Linked DNA regions of Mus musculus: regions 1 and 2 are each linked to region 3. Evidence: chromatin contacts called from public HiChIP or PLAC-seq and promoter capture Hi-C data. All regions are on one chromosome and are shown on one strand. Each heading gives the region's core, a stretch centred on a gene start, on an enhancer-like site or on the middle of the called end of the contact. The rest is flanking DNA. Distances are from core to core; before and after follow the strand shown. Region 1 holds the start of Upk3b (uroplakin 3B). Region 2 holds the start of Upk3bl (uroplakin 3B-like). Region 3 holds the start of Rhbdd2 (rhomboid domain containing 2).

Region 1 (4,345 bases), core at 1,754-4,253, 410 kb after region 3:
CTAGCCCACTGTGGGCAGTGCAGCCCCTGGTGGGTGGTCTGGGGCTGTATAAGAAAGCAGGATGCAGCCATCAGGTGCAAAGTGGCTTCTATTTCAGTTCCTGCCTTGAATTTCTGCCCTGTCCTCTCAATGATGGAGTGTGACCTGAGATGTAAGCTGAAATAACCTTTTCCTCCAGGAGCTGCCTTTGGTCTTGGTGTTTTCTCATAGCAATAAAAACCCTAATTAAGATACTGAGCAAATGGGGCATGGTTGGCACAGGCCTTTAATCCCAGCCATTCTTGAGGCAGAGGCAGGCAGATCTCTGTGAGTTGGAAGCCAGCCTGGTCTACAAAGTAAGTTCTTGGATAGGTGCTCTTGTCACCAAGCCTGATGACCCTAGTTCGATCTCCAGGACCTACATTGTGAAAAGAGAGACAGTAAGGACTGCAAGCTGCCCTCTCACCCCGACGCATACACCAAGGCACAGACCCTTCCTCCCATGCACACAAAGATGTGGAATGGACAATAACAGAGTAATCCAAGAGCAAGTCAGGCCTGGGTGTGCAGGTCCACGAGCTGAGCTCTGTGTTCTCTAAGGCTGTGGCAGGAGGGATGCAAGTTCAAGGTCATGCTTGGGTAACAGAGTGAGTTTACAGCCCAGCGTGGCCAGTTCAAAGAAACCCTGCTTTAAAATTTAAAGAGGAAGGAGAGGGGTGGGACTGTCACCCCCTAATATGCCAGAGAAACCTGGGTCCAATTCGCGGTGGACATTTTTGTCTTAAGGTTTGTGGCTGTTCTTTGAGCATGAGGATTTAGCCCAATGGTAGAGTGCTTGCCCAGCAAATGCAAAGCTCTAAATTCCCCAACACTAAAAAATAAAAATAGAAAAAAATAGAGGACCGGGATTAGAGCTATAAGGAATGTTTGCCTGGTGTGCTCTAAGTCCTGCGTTCAGTTTTTAGTCCCTCAGCCCAACAGTAAAACCCACTGCTGTAAGCTGTCCATTATAGTCAAAGTACAGAGAGACAGAAGGTAGATCTGGAGTCAGTGGAGGAGTGGGGAGGACCAAGGATCAACTGTTTAAGGCAGTCTTCCCCTTTGGGATAATGAAAGGGATTTGGCATTAGCACTGATGGCCATACACCTTTATAAATATCTTTTCTTTCTTTTTAATTGAATTAATTTATTTTTGTAGTTAGGGGACTACACCCAGGGTCATATGAATGCCAGACAATTGTTCTCTTATTGAGGGGCTATCCCTAGTGTGAATCTTATGAAAATACTGAAAACCACCAACCTAGGGCTGTAGAGAATTTGCCTGGAATACCCTAATGAACAGCTCAGGGGTGACTCAGCAGTAGTGTTTGCCTAGAGTCCCCCAGTGAGGGGCTAAGGGTGTGGCTCAGTGGTAGAGCCCCTGCCTAGAATCCCCCAGGGAGGGGCTGGGGTGAGGCTCAGTGGTAGAGCCCCTGACTAGAATCCCCCAGGGAGGGGTTGGAGGCGTGTGTGTGTGTGTGTGTGTGTGTGTGTGTGTGTGTGTGTGTGTGTGTGTATGTGTGTTAGTTTGAATGAGAATTCCCCCATAGGCTCATATGTTTGAATACTTGGTCCCTATTTGGTAGAACTGTTTGGGAAGGGTTAGGAGGTGTGGCCTTGTTGGAGAAAGTGTGTCACTAGGGGTGGACTTTGGAGTTTTTAAAGCCATTTCCAGTGTTTTCTTTCTATCTCCTACTTGAGGATCAGTATGTGAGCTTTTGCGTATTTCTACTGCCACGCCATTGCTCCACCATCATGGACTCTAACCCTCCAAACAGCAAGCCCAACTAAATGCTTCTTTTATAAGTCGCCTTGGGCATGGTGTTTTGTCATAGCAATGGAAAGGTGACTACATCAGCATGGATGCAAGGAACTGTGTACCAACCAGGTCTTCAATAACAAACAAAAAAGGCACATTCATGCTGCTGTAGTAGTGCACACATGAATCCCAGAATTTGGAAAAAGGTGGCAAGAAGATCATGAGTTCAAGGCCAGCCTGGACTACACAGCAAGAATTCCTAGTTGGCCAGAGATTCTTAGCAAGATCTGTTTGAAAAGCATACACACACACAGGGTCACTGGTCTGTGGGTCTTATAGCGGGTGTGTGTGTGTGTGTGTGTGTGTGTGTGTGTGTGTGTGTGTGTGTGTTTGGTTGCCAGGTTGCTTGCAGAAGCTAGCAGTGCCTATCTGTGATCACAGGGGCATCAAAAGTTCAAAGACTGCCAGGCAGAGAGAGACACACGCCTTTAATCCCAACATTTGGGAGGCAGAGGCAGGTGGACCTTTGAGTTCAAGGCCAGCCTGGTCTACAGAGTGAGTTCCAGGACAGTCGGGGCTACACAGAGAAACCCTGTCTGGAAAAACCAAAAAAGGAAAAAAGAAAAAAAAAAAAAAGAGTTCAAAAGTCATCTTCTGTTATATAGTGAGTTTGAGGCTAGTCTGTACTACATGGGAACCTGTCTCAAAAACAGACAAACAAACTTAAAACGACATAGAATAAGACTCGTAGGGTTAGCACTCAGGAGACAGAGGCAGGCAGATTTCTGAGTTCGAGGCCAGCCTGGTCTACAAAGTGAGTTCCAGGACAGCCAAGGCTACACAGAGAAACTCTGTCTCGACAAAACAAAACAAAACAAACAAACAAAAAGGACTTGTAGGGTTTGTATAAACAAAATGTTTGTCAGTCACCAAAGGCTGTCCCGTCCTTTCGGAGGACTAGTGCTTCCACTGGAGAAGGAACGGACATTCCGAGCTGGGGAAGACATATCTCCTTGGGCACAGGCTACATGGAGGGCAGGCAGTGTCTGGGAGCTGCTTTGGGGCTGGACTAGGTCAGGGCCAGCCTACCACACAGGCTCTCCCCTCTCCTCACTTCCTGGATAAGGATGGATGGCCAGAGGGTGGCTCCTGGCACCCAGAGTTCAGGAATCCTAGGCATGTGGTTCTGGGCCCAGATAGAGGAGGGGAGTCTCCCTCCCAGGGCCAGGGAGTAAGGTGGTACCACAATTTAGACATCAGCTTTGGGATGGAGGTGACTGGGGGGTCACGTGAAGGCCAACCCTAAATGGCTCCTCTCCCTTAGTTCTGGAGTGGGGCCCCTGTTCAGGAGCCCACTGAGCCCCTCCCTGGGGTGGGCTGGGAGCAGGGAGGGGTGAGCTCATAGGTTCAGGTCTTTCCTGTTCTCCTGGCAGTCCAAGTGACCAGCAACTGTAGGCCAGAGGTGTCGGAGGTGGGGTGAGACAGGACCAGCCCCTAAGCCTGGTCAGGCCTGATCAAGTGCTGTGGCAGTCATGGTGCGAACGCGGTGGCAGCCTCACCCTCCGCCGCCCCTGCTTCTCCTGGTGCTCGTGTGGCTCCCCCAAAGCCTGAGTCTAGGTGAGTGGAGCTCTTGCAATGGATGCCCTTAGCCAAACCTAGGGTTCTGGGAACCTATTACACCTCCTGGACCGAGAGAATCGGGGAGGGGAGGGGGAGCCCCACAGAACAGCAGTGCTTATCTCGATTCTCACCTTTGTCCCCCATGGCTATAGACCTGATTGCCTACGTGCCGCAGATAACAGCCTGGGACCTGGAAGGGAAGATCACAGCCACTACATTCTCTCTGGAGCAGCCTCGGTGCGTCTTTGATGAGCATGTCTCAACTAAGGACACCATCTGGCTAGTGGTGGCTTTCAGCAATGGTGCGTGCTGAGGACTTGGGGTCTTGGGGTGAGGGCATGGGCTGAGAAGAGATACCCGAGGATCTGGGTGGATGGTAACATTGACCTTGTCTCTGGGTGTGAGGGTCAGGACTGTAGATTAGATTAGCCAGGGATGTGTTGAGCACAAGGTGGGCAAAGCCTGTCCTTTTTTTTTTTTTTTTTTTGAGACAGGGTCTGCTGTAGCCCAGGTGACCTTAAACTTCTGAGCTTACTGCCTCCACCTTCCAATTGCTGGGACGGTGGGCATGCACAACCATGCCAGTCCATGTGGTACCAGGGATAGAGGCCAGGGTTTATGCATTGCTAGGCAAGTACAACCTTCCTAATGCTGACGCCCCTTCAACGCAGTTCCTCATGCTGTGGTGACCCCCACCCCAACAAAAAAATTATTTCATTGCTATTTCATAACTGTAATTTTGCTACCAATACGAATTTTTAATGTAAATATCTCATGTGTGATCCTGAGTTGTTGGAGCCCCGATGGGGATCGAGACCCATTATGTCACCTGGGGAAGTGGGGTCACGCCCTCTGCAGATCGCTTCCTGGGACAGAAGCAGTCCGCTGCTCTCTATTCCTTTAAAATAACTGTCTTGCACTTGCTTATTTATTGTATGTAGCAGTCCA
Region 2 (4,277 bases), core at 191-2,690, 420 kb after region 3:
CAGACATACACAGACACACACACAGGCACACACAGACACACACAGAGAGACATACACATACACAGACATAGACATATACACAAACACACACACAGACATACACAGATACACAGACACACATATAGAGACATAGACACATACACACACACACACACACACACACAGAGACATACTCAGACACACAGACACACATATAGAGACATAGACACATATACACACAGACACACACACAAACACACACACACACATTAGCAATGAGTAAAAGAAATTTAAAGGCCAGATACAGCAGTGTACATTTGTAATCCCAGCACTTCTAGGCTGAAAGGGGTGGGGGTGGGGGCGCGGTTTGGAGAAACATCCAGAAGTTTGTGGTCCAGTTAGCCTGGAGTGTGACACAGCATGAGAACAGAAACAAGAAAGACCCCGGTTAACAAGGTGGGAACATACCAGAAGAGGGCATCAGATCCCATTACAGATGGTTGTGAGCCACCATGTGGTTGCTCGGAATTAAACTCAGATCCTCTGGAAGAGCAGTCAGTGCTCTTAACCACTGAGCCAGCTCTCCAGCTCTGTTTTGATTTTTTTGATTTTTGGTCCCCACACCTCAGACAGGGTTTCTCTGTGTAGCCCTGGCTGTCCTGGAACTCACTCTGTAGACCAGGCTGGCCTCAAACTCAGAAATCTGCCTGCCTCTGCCTCCCAAGTACTGGGATTAAGTCTTATGACTGCTTTCAACTTCTGAGACAGAGAGAGGGAGAGGTAGAGAAAGAGGGAGACAGAGAGATTGTGTATGTGTATATGATGTGGGTGTGTATGAATGTATATATCACAGACATGTACACACATATATTTGCAATGCTGGGGAAGGCACTCAGAGCCATGCCAGGAAAGAATTCTATCATTGAGCTACATACAACTAAGCCTATCTCCGTCTGCCTGTCTATTTATACTTCTTCTGCTTATCATCTATCTATCTATTAGCCATTAAACTGTCAATCTATCACTTTGATTTGATTTGCTGGCTGTGGCAGAGTTCTCCTCTAACCCCAGCAATCAGGAGAGAGCACCAAGAATTCAGAGTCATCCTTGGCTATATCCTGAGTTTGAGGGCTTTGCCTTTCAGCCTGGGTGATGTTGGAGGGACACCTACCTTCTGTGTGCCTGTCTAGAAGGTGAAGGGACTCCCTCTCTCACAAGGGGACTGTGAGGTGCTCTAGTGGCCAGGACTCAGGGCAGGCAGGATAGGATCTTTATGGGGTAGCCCACACCCAGAGCAGCCTGCTTCATACCTGGCCCCTCCCAGCCCAGGCTCTTGTGGAGTCGGGTGCAGGTGTTCTGACTTGTCTCCCTCCATCTGTCCGTTCTTTTTGGACCCATCCCTAGTGATGCTGAGTCCCCCAGAGCCTATAGCCTCAGCCTCTGAACCTGTCCAACCAGTTTTAGGGGAGGAGGGAGGACCCCAAAGTAGCAGCCTCCGGGAGCAGCCTCAGGCAGCCCAGCCCAGGCGGACAGAGCAGCTGGGGCTGCACAGTAGAGGACCTGGAAGGAAGGACAGCAGCTGGAAACTCAGCCCAGCCATGGGGCCCCACGGGAAACAGTCCGTGCTGCGAATGCCCCTGTTGTTGCTGCTGACTTGTGTCCAGTCTGGGACGGGTCTGGGTGAGTGAGGTTGGGGTGGGGGTGGGTGCTCTCTGTAGGATGGAACACTTCCTTTGGAGCTTGGGTGCCTCCTGATCCCCTTCCTTGGTTGTGGACTGGGTTCCTGGATGCCTCCCGCAGTCAGCCTACCTCACATGGTGACAGATGGGTGTCTGCCCCTCAGTCCCTAAGCTGAAAAGCAAGGATACTGTTCTTTCCTCTTCTGTTTCTCACACCTACATTTTTACCAATGGTCCCTAAATAACCTCTTCTCTCCATGCCTCCAATTCCTCTTCCCTCAGATTAAAAACAAAACAAAAAACAAAAAAAAAAAAAAAAAAAAAAAATCAACTACCTACTGTCTACAGGATACCCTAGTCTTCTGAGGTAGGACAAAGGACAGTGTGTGTGTGCGTGTATGTGTGTGTGGTGAATGCATGCTCTGATGCTCATGTGGAGGTTAGAGGACAAATTTTGAGATTTCCGTTAATAGAACCTGGAAACGGCACTCAGGTCATCAGACTTGGCAGCAGTGCCTTTCCCAGTGAGGCACCTAATGGCTCAGACAGCAGAGTTGAAGCCGAGCCTCTCAAACATCCCAGTGCTTTAATCCCTCTATATGGTTCTTCATGTCATGATTAATTTTATAGGAATTTTGTTTTTGAGACAGGGTCTTTGTACATAGCCCTGGCTGTTCTGGAAATCACTGTAGACCAGGCTGGTCTCGAACTAGCAGAGATCCATCTGCCTCTGCCTGTCGAACGCTGAGATTAAAGGCATGTACCACCACACCTGGCCTAGAAATTAAGTTTAAAGACTGACTTATTTATATATTTTATGTATAAGAGTGCTCTGTCTTCATGTACATCTGCATGCCAAAGAGGGCGTTACAGATGGTTGTGAGCCACCATGTGGTTGCTGGGAATTGAACTCAGAACCTCTGGCAGAGCAGCCAGTTCTTTTAAAACTCTGAGCCATCTTTCCAGCCCAAAATTAAATTTCAAAAGTGTTTATACAGCTGTGTCAGTGCCCAGCACATTGTGAAGCTCAGAGGACCAGCAGGACCACCTCAGGTGTCAGTGTCCAGGGACCTGACTGTCCCCATATAGCTGGGATTGTATGTGTGTGCCAGCACACTTGGCTGTGTATGTGGGTGCTGGGGACTAGAACGTAGGCCCTCAAGCTTGCAGGGCAACTGCTTTTCCACTGAGCCATCTCTTCTCAACCCTGAACTGATATAAAACTTGCACAAAAGCCCACGTCATCCTTCCAAATTGTCCCAGCGTTAGGGGCTTGGACTTGGTGGTATACTGTGGTTCCGTCCTCGGCGGGGGGGGACTGAGGGGAGGGCAGAGCTCCCTTCCACCCGCCACAAAGCTGGGCAGAGCCATAGTGCTTCCTTGAAGTCCTCATGGCATATGAAGCCGTGTAGCTCTGAGAGGGACACAGGGATGAGGGCTGACATGAATGCTGATCACATGATCATGGCGAGGATGGAAGATTGAGGGGTTCTCTTGTCCCTGCCTCCCATCTCACTATCTCTGGAATTACAGGCACCCCATGGACGTCCCACACTGTGCTTGGCTTTTGACATGGGTTCTGGGCTAAACTCATGTTTTCATGTTTGGGAGGTTAGCACTTTGCTTTGGACTCGTCTCTCCAGCTCCTGTTCATTCCTGTCAAACAAACGTGTGGACCACAAACAGGAGGGAAACCCAGAGCCTCTGGACAAGCCCAGCCTAGGGTTCTGGATGCCCTGAATCTGAGCCTCCTGTGCCTCCCTCTGTCTACCTGCCATTCCTTGTCCATCACCCCAGTGACACAGTGCCATCCCACCCTGGTAGGCTATCAAGACAGGGTGTATCCACTCCACAGCTCAGCGCCCCCCCCCCCCCATCCCAGGGCATCTCGCCTAAAGATTCCTTAATTTTGGATCTGGTAAGATGGCTCAGCTGCTAGCGACACTTGCTGTCAAGCCTAATGATCAGAGTCGGAGCCCCAGGATGCACATGGTGGGGAACCAACTCTCAAAAATTGTCCTTGACCTGTGGCATACACAGGCATAGGTATGTACACACATACACAGAGGGGTGGGGGTGTGAATAATTAATTAAGTAAGTTATTAGTGAAATGTGGTAGACAATGTGATTCCTTAATTCCCACCCCCCCTTGATCTGCGGTTTTGGAGACAGAGTCGCCCTCCCTTGGTTGAAGCTGGACTACTGTTACTCAGCCTACTTCTGCCCTCTTTTCCCACCCTCCCCAGAGAGCATTAACTATGCCCCCCAGCTCCTCGGGGCCACCCTGGAGGGGAGACTCACACAATCTACCTTCACGCTGGAGCAACCCCTGGGCCAATTCAAGAACGTCAACCTCTCTGACCCAGATCCCATCTGGCTGGTGGTGGCTCACAGTAACGGTAAGCTAAGCCTGTTTGCTTTCTCACTGTGACCCGGGCAGGTCTAAGAGGTCTGGCAGGCAGGGGGTGATGGGAAGTAGGTACTTTGGGGGATGTGATTGGGAAAGGCGGTTAAGCCTACTAGGACGTAACACGTGGTTCTGCCCACGTGACGGCTGACCCTCAGTGCCACCCCCAGCCGCCCAGAACTTTACCGCCCCACGGAAGGTAGAAGACAGGC
Region 3 (4,129 bases), core at 260-2,759:
CGGGAAGCTACCTCACCTGCTAAAGCACTTGTAGCTCACAAAGGATACTCTAGCTGTTCACCAGAAATAGCTTTGCTCTGCAGGAAGCGCTTTTCAAACTGCAAAAGGCTAAAGCAAAGTTTAGCAAAAGCGTCATGGCGTACGCTCATAGCGCATGTATAGTAGCTCTAGTGTCCCTTCAATTGTCTCCTTCCCCGCCTCCTCTTACTTTATCTCCAGTCCAGCTCCAGAAAGTGCTGGCTCTGTCTTCTTGGCCAATTCAGGCAGGAAGAACCAAGTTTTAATTCTTTCTTTGCTATTGAACTGTATCCCTCAGGGATCCCCATAGACTCAGTTTCCTCTTTGGCAGGACAGAGACAAACACAAGTCTGTGGGAGAATAGGGCTCCGTGGTCCTCACGACGTCATACCATTACAGTGAGAAGGACCCGGCTGAAAGCATAGTTCAGTTGGTAGCATGCTGGAGTCCCTGGGTTCGAGCCTCATTACTGCATAAACTGAGGGAGGTGGTGCACATCTAAAATCCCTGCTTTCTGGAGATGGAGACCCAGAGTTCAGAGTCAAATTTGTGTAAAAGCCAAAAGCAAGAGGAAGAAATGTTTTTCAAGACCCCTCTCCCTCAATGAGGATCTACTAGTAGTTAATGGCTGTTGGGAGGAGAGACATTTGCTCCTGAAAGCGACTTTAATGAAACTCACTGGGTCGCAAAAATTTAAAAAGAAAGAAAGAAAGAAAGAAAGAAAGAAAGAAAGAAAGAAAGAAAGAAAGGAAGGAAGAAAGAAGGAAAGAAGAGAAAAGAAAAGAAACATGGAAGCAAAAGAGAAACTAAGATGGGAAGGCAAGAGGGGGTAATGGAGCCCCGATAAAATATGATCAAAGTACATTATACACATGTAAGAAAATGCCATAATGAAACCATTACTTGGTATAATAAATATAGGTTGATTAAAATTTTTAAAGGGAGCCTTTGAGATGGCTGAGAGTAAAGGTGTTTGTGTGTGCACCTCCACACCTTCTCTCACTGAGCCAAACGCAAATAAAATCTAAAAAAAAAAAGAAAAGAAAAAAAGAAAAATAAAAAGGGCTAAAGAGATGACTCAGTGGGTAAAGGCACTGCTGCCAAGCCTGATTACCCAAGTTCTATTCCCAGGACCCAGAGGTGGAAGGAGATGATAAACTCAACCTTAAGTTTTCATCTACCCTCCACGCGCGTTGCACGCACATGCCCCTCTCTCACACTCAAACAGATGTAATCAAATGTTTTTTTGGTTTTGCTTGTTTGTTTGTTTGTTTGTTTGTTTGTTTTTAATTAAAAATCAAGAAGAAGGAAGCTGAGGTCTAGGCAAGAATACTCCTGAGGCGGCAGCCCGCACAACACCCGTAGGTAAGCTGGAACTACAACTCCCGGCCTCCTTTGGGCGGGTAAGAGCGGAGGACTCCACGGGATTGGGCCTTCCCCCACCCCCACCCCCCCATGGGGCGGTGCTTGAGGAGAGGCCAGTCTTCCGCTGTTGCCAGGGGAGACCGCCGCAAGGAGGCGGAAATTGAGGAGGGAGGCGGGGAGTACCGAGGCCGCACGCTGGAAGGGCTCGCGGCCATGGCGGCCCCGGGCCCCGCGAGTCGCTTCTGGTGCTCGTGTCCCGAGGTGCCCTCCGCCACATTCTTCACCGCCCTGCTCTCGCTGCTGGTGTCGGGCCCCCGCCTGTTCCTGCTGCAGCCGCCTCTGGCGCCCTCGGGGCTGTCTCTGCGCTCCGAGGCCCTGCGCAACTGGCAAGGTGAGAAGAGGCGGGGCGGGGATGGCGCGCTTCCTCAGCCCGCAGACTCCCCGGTCCCTGATCTCCAGCCTCACTGCCAGCCAACCCCAGACCTCCGTGCCCACCACCATTCTCCCCACTTGGAGCTCCAGCATGTCTTGTCCAAAGCCGGATCATTTCCGCCAACTCCTTCTCTACCCACAATCGCCCCCTTCCATGTTACCCCAGATCCATTCATTCTTTGATCTCGAGGGTGAACACACTTCCTAAGCCATTCACGTTTTATAAACACAAACCCCATCTGCTGACGGCCCGAGCCCCACAGGAACAAACCAAACGTTTCTCACCTTTATCGTGACAATTGTCTACTGTCAACCCAATGGATGGCTTTTCCTCTTGACTCTAGAATTTTCTGCTGCGTCTTTACCTTAATCCTGACTCCTAATCCCAGCTCACAGAAGGAGCTGGTAAAGTGTTTGTTTTCTCAGAGGAGAGAAATTTCTCAAACTAATTAAGTCTGGTAATCATCCCTTTGTAAAAGACAGGATTCTTAGTCTTTGTTTCTTCCTCATTCTTTCCTGGGAAATCCCTGTTGCTTCTAACGTTAACAGAGGCCTGCGCGTTCATTTCATGTAATCCTCGCTGTGATTTCATGACAGGCCATATTAAATTGCCTGTTTACCAGAAATTGAGGTTGAATACAGAGATTCGCAGAGCTAACACATCATAATATTGAGATAGGAGCCCCGCACTTTGTTTTTAGTATGGTGATTTAAAACTAGGGCTTTGGGTATATAATCTCCACATCTTTAGATAGAGGTATACATATGTGACACATTATTTATATGCTTGTGTGCACTCTTGTGAAAGTCAGAGGACAACCTGACCGGAGTCTTTCTCTTCTTCCCCCATGTGGGTCCTGGGAATCAAACTCGGGTCTTTGGGATTGGCAGGACCTACCTCAGCCTGTTGAGCCATCTCGTCAGCTACCTAAATCTTAGAGAGTTGTATGTAGAATTTTTTCATATTTACCAGTAAAATTTCAATTTGGGACATATCCAGCAAATAACCAAACTTCTGGAGATATTCTGATAGGATGTAATGGTTTCCTGCTTAAAGCTGAAATTTTCTTTTCCCCCTTTTTTGGATACATGTAGCACTTACAGTCAGCTAAATGCCAGTGTAGACAGGCACGCACTCTTTTTCTTTCTGGGTTTTTGTTTTTTGTTTTTGTTGTTTTGTTTGTTTTTGTTGGTTTTGTTTTTTTGTTTTCGTTTTGTTTACTTTGAAACAAAGGGGCTTGCTATTTATTTACACCAGTATGGCCAGGCTTCATTATGTAGTCCAGGGTAGCCTCAGAGCCATGATCCTCCTGCCTCACCCTTCTGAGTACTAGAACACAGACATACATCACCCATCACCATGCTCACTTAACCATATTTGTCTGAGCATGGGCTCCATGAACAGGCAGAGAAACAGTACCTTTAATGCCAGCACTAGGCAGGCGGAGGCAGGCGGGTCTCTGAGAGTGAGCCCAGCTTGGTCTCCATAGGGAGTTCCAGGACAACCAGGGCTATATAATAAGACTCTGTCTCAAAAAAAAAAAAAAAAGAAAGAAAGAAAGAAAGAAAAGAAATTAGAGCCCTGTAAGTACCTTGCTACCAATCGTGAGAACTGGGGACCTACGTGGTAGAACTTCTGAAGGTTTTTCTCTGATCATGTACTCCCATATACCCACAAATAAAGACATATAAAAATGTAAAGTATGTATGTTAGCCATTACTTGTATTGGGGGGAAGAGTATAAACCAAATATGGCAGACACTTGTAGTCCCAGCACTCAAAAGGCTGAGGCAGGAAGATTGTGAGTTCGCAGCTGGTCTGGGCTACATATCAAAACCTTGTATCCCCAAAAGAGGCTCGATGTGGTGTCTTACACCTATAATCCCAGCCCCCAGGAACCAGCCTAGTCTACACAGCAATGTATACACCAGATAGGGCTGCATAGGGAGACCTTGTCTCACTGCAGAGAGAGAGAGAAAAGGACTTTCCTTGCTATTTTATGGTATATAAATCTTGGCTGCCCCTGTAAAACTCCGAAAGCACTCTTTAAGAAGACCCTTACTTAATCTATGTAATTATTAGTGACAATTTTATAATTTTATGGTCGTTATAATTCATGGTTCCTTTTTTCTTCCCCCGAACAGCCTCTATGGAAGGAGAGGCCAGAATTACAGCTAAGGAGACTGCCACACAGAGTGTTAAGTGGGACCCTCAGCCTACCCTGAAGCTGTCACAATTAATTAACCCTCAGACTGCCTAGTGAGGTAGGTCAGTATTAAAATCTAAACAGAGGAGGGTTGGAGAGATGGCTTAG

The links. Promoter capture Hi-C pulls out the DNA fragments that hold promoters and counts their contacts. HiChIP or PLAC-seq counts read pairs in DNA pulled down with a chosen protein or histone mark.
Region 1: a contact with region 3 is called in a promoter capture Hi-C map of the SN4741 cell line, with 2.8 times the contacts expected there. The contact joins the promoter of Upk3b here to the promoter of Rhbdd2 in region 3. A contact is called at or near these places in 1 of 39 promoter capture datasets (the SN4741 cell line) and 1 of 9 other capture datasets (embryonic stem cells).
Region 2: a CTCF HiChIP or PLAC-seq map of the NIH/3T3 cell line shows a contact between it and region 3, with 5 read pairs. The contact joins the promoter of Upk3bl here to the promoter of Rhbdd2 in region 3. A contact is called at or near these places in 1 of 39 promoter capture datasets (the SN4741 cell line) and 1 of 15 datasets of contacts at CTCF or cohesin (the NIH/3T3 cell line).

Annotation. Positions count from the first base shown.
Region 1 is chr5:136,035,493-136,039,837 of GRCm38.p6, forward strand. Upk3b (uroplakin 3B) reads left to right here and starts at 3,004. Exons shown (of 6, transcript NM_175309.4): 1 at 3,004-3,394; 2 at 3,550-3,699. The coding sequence starts at 3,310.
Region 2 is chr5:136,055,827-136,060,103 of GRCm38.p6, forward strand. It overlaps Upk3bl (uroplakin 3B-like), which reads left to right and starts at 1,441. Exons shown (of 6, transcript NM_001359361.1): 1 at 1,441-1,659; 2 at 3,905-4,057; 3 at 4,236-4,277. The coding sequence starts at 1,578.
Region 3 is chr5:135,631,145-135,635,273 of GRCm38.p6, forward strand. Rhbdd2 (rhomboid domain containing 2) reads left to right here and starts at 1,510. Exons shown (of 4, transcript NM_146002.2): 1 at 1,510-1,774. The coding sequence starts at 1,597.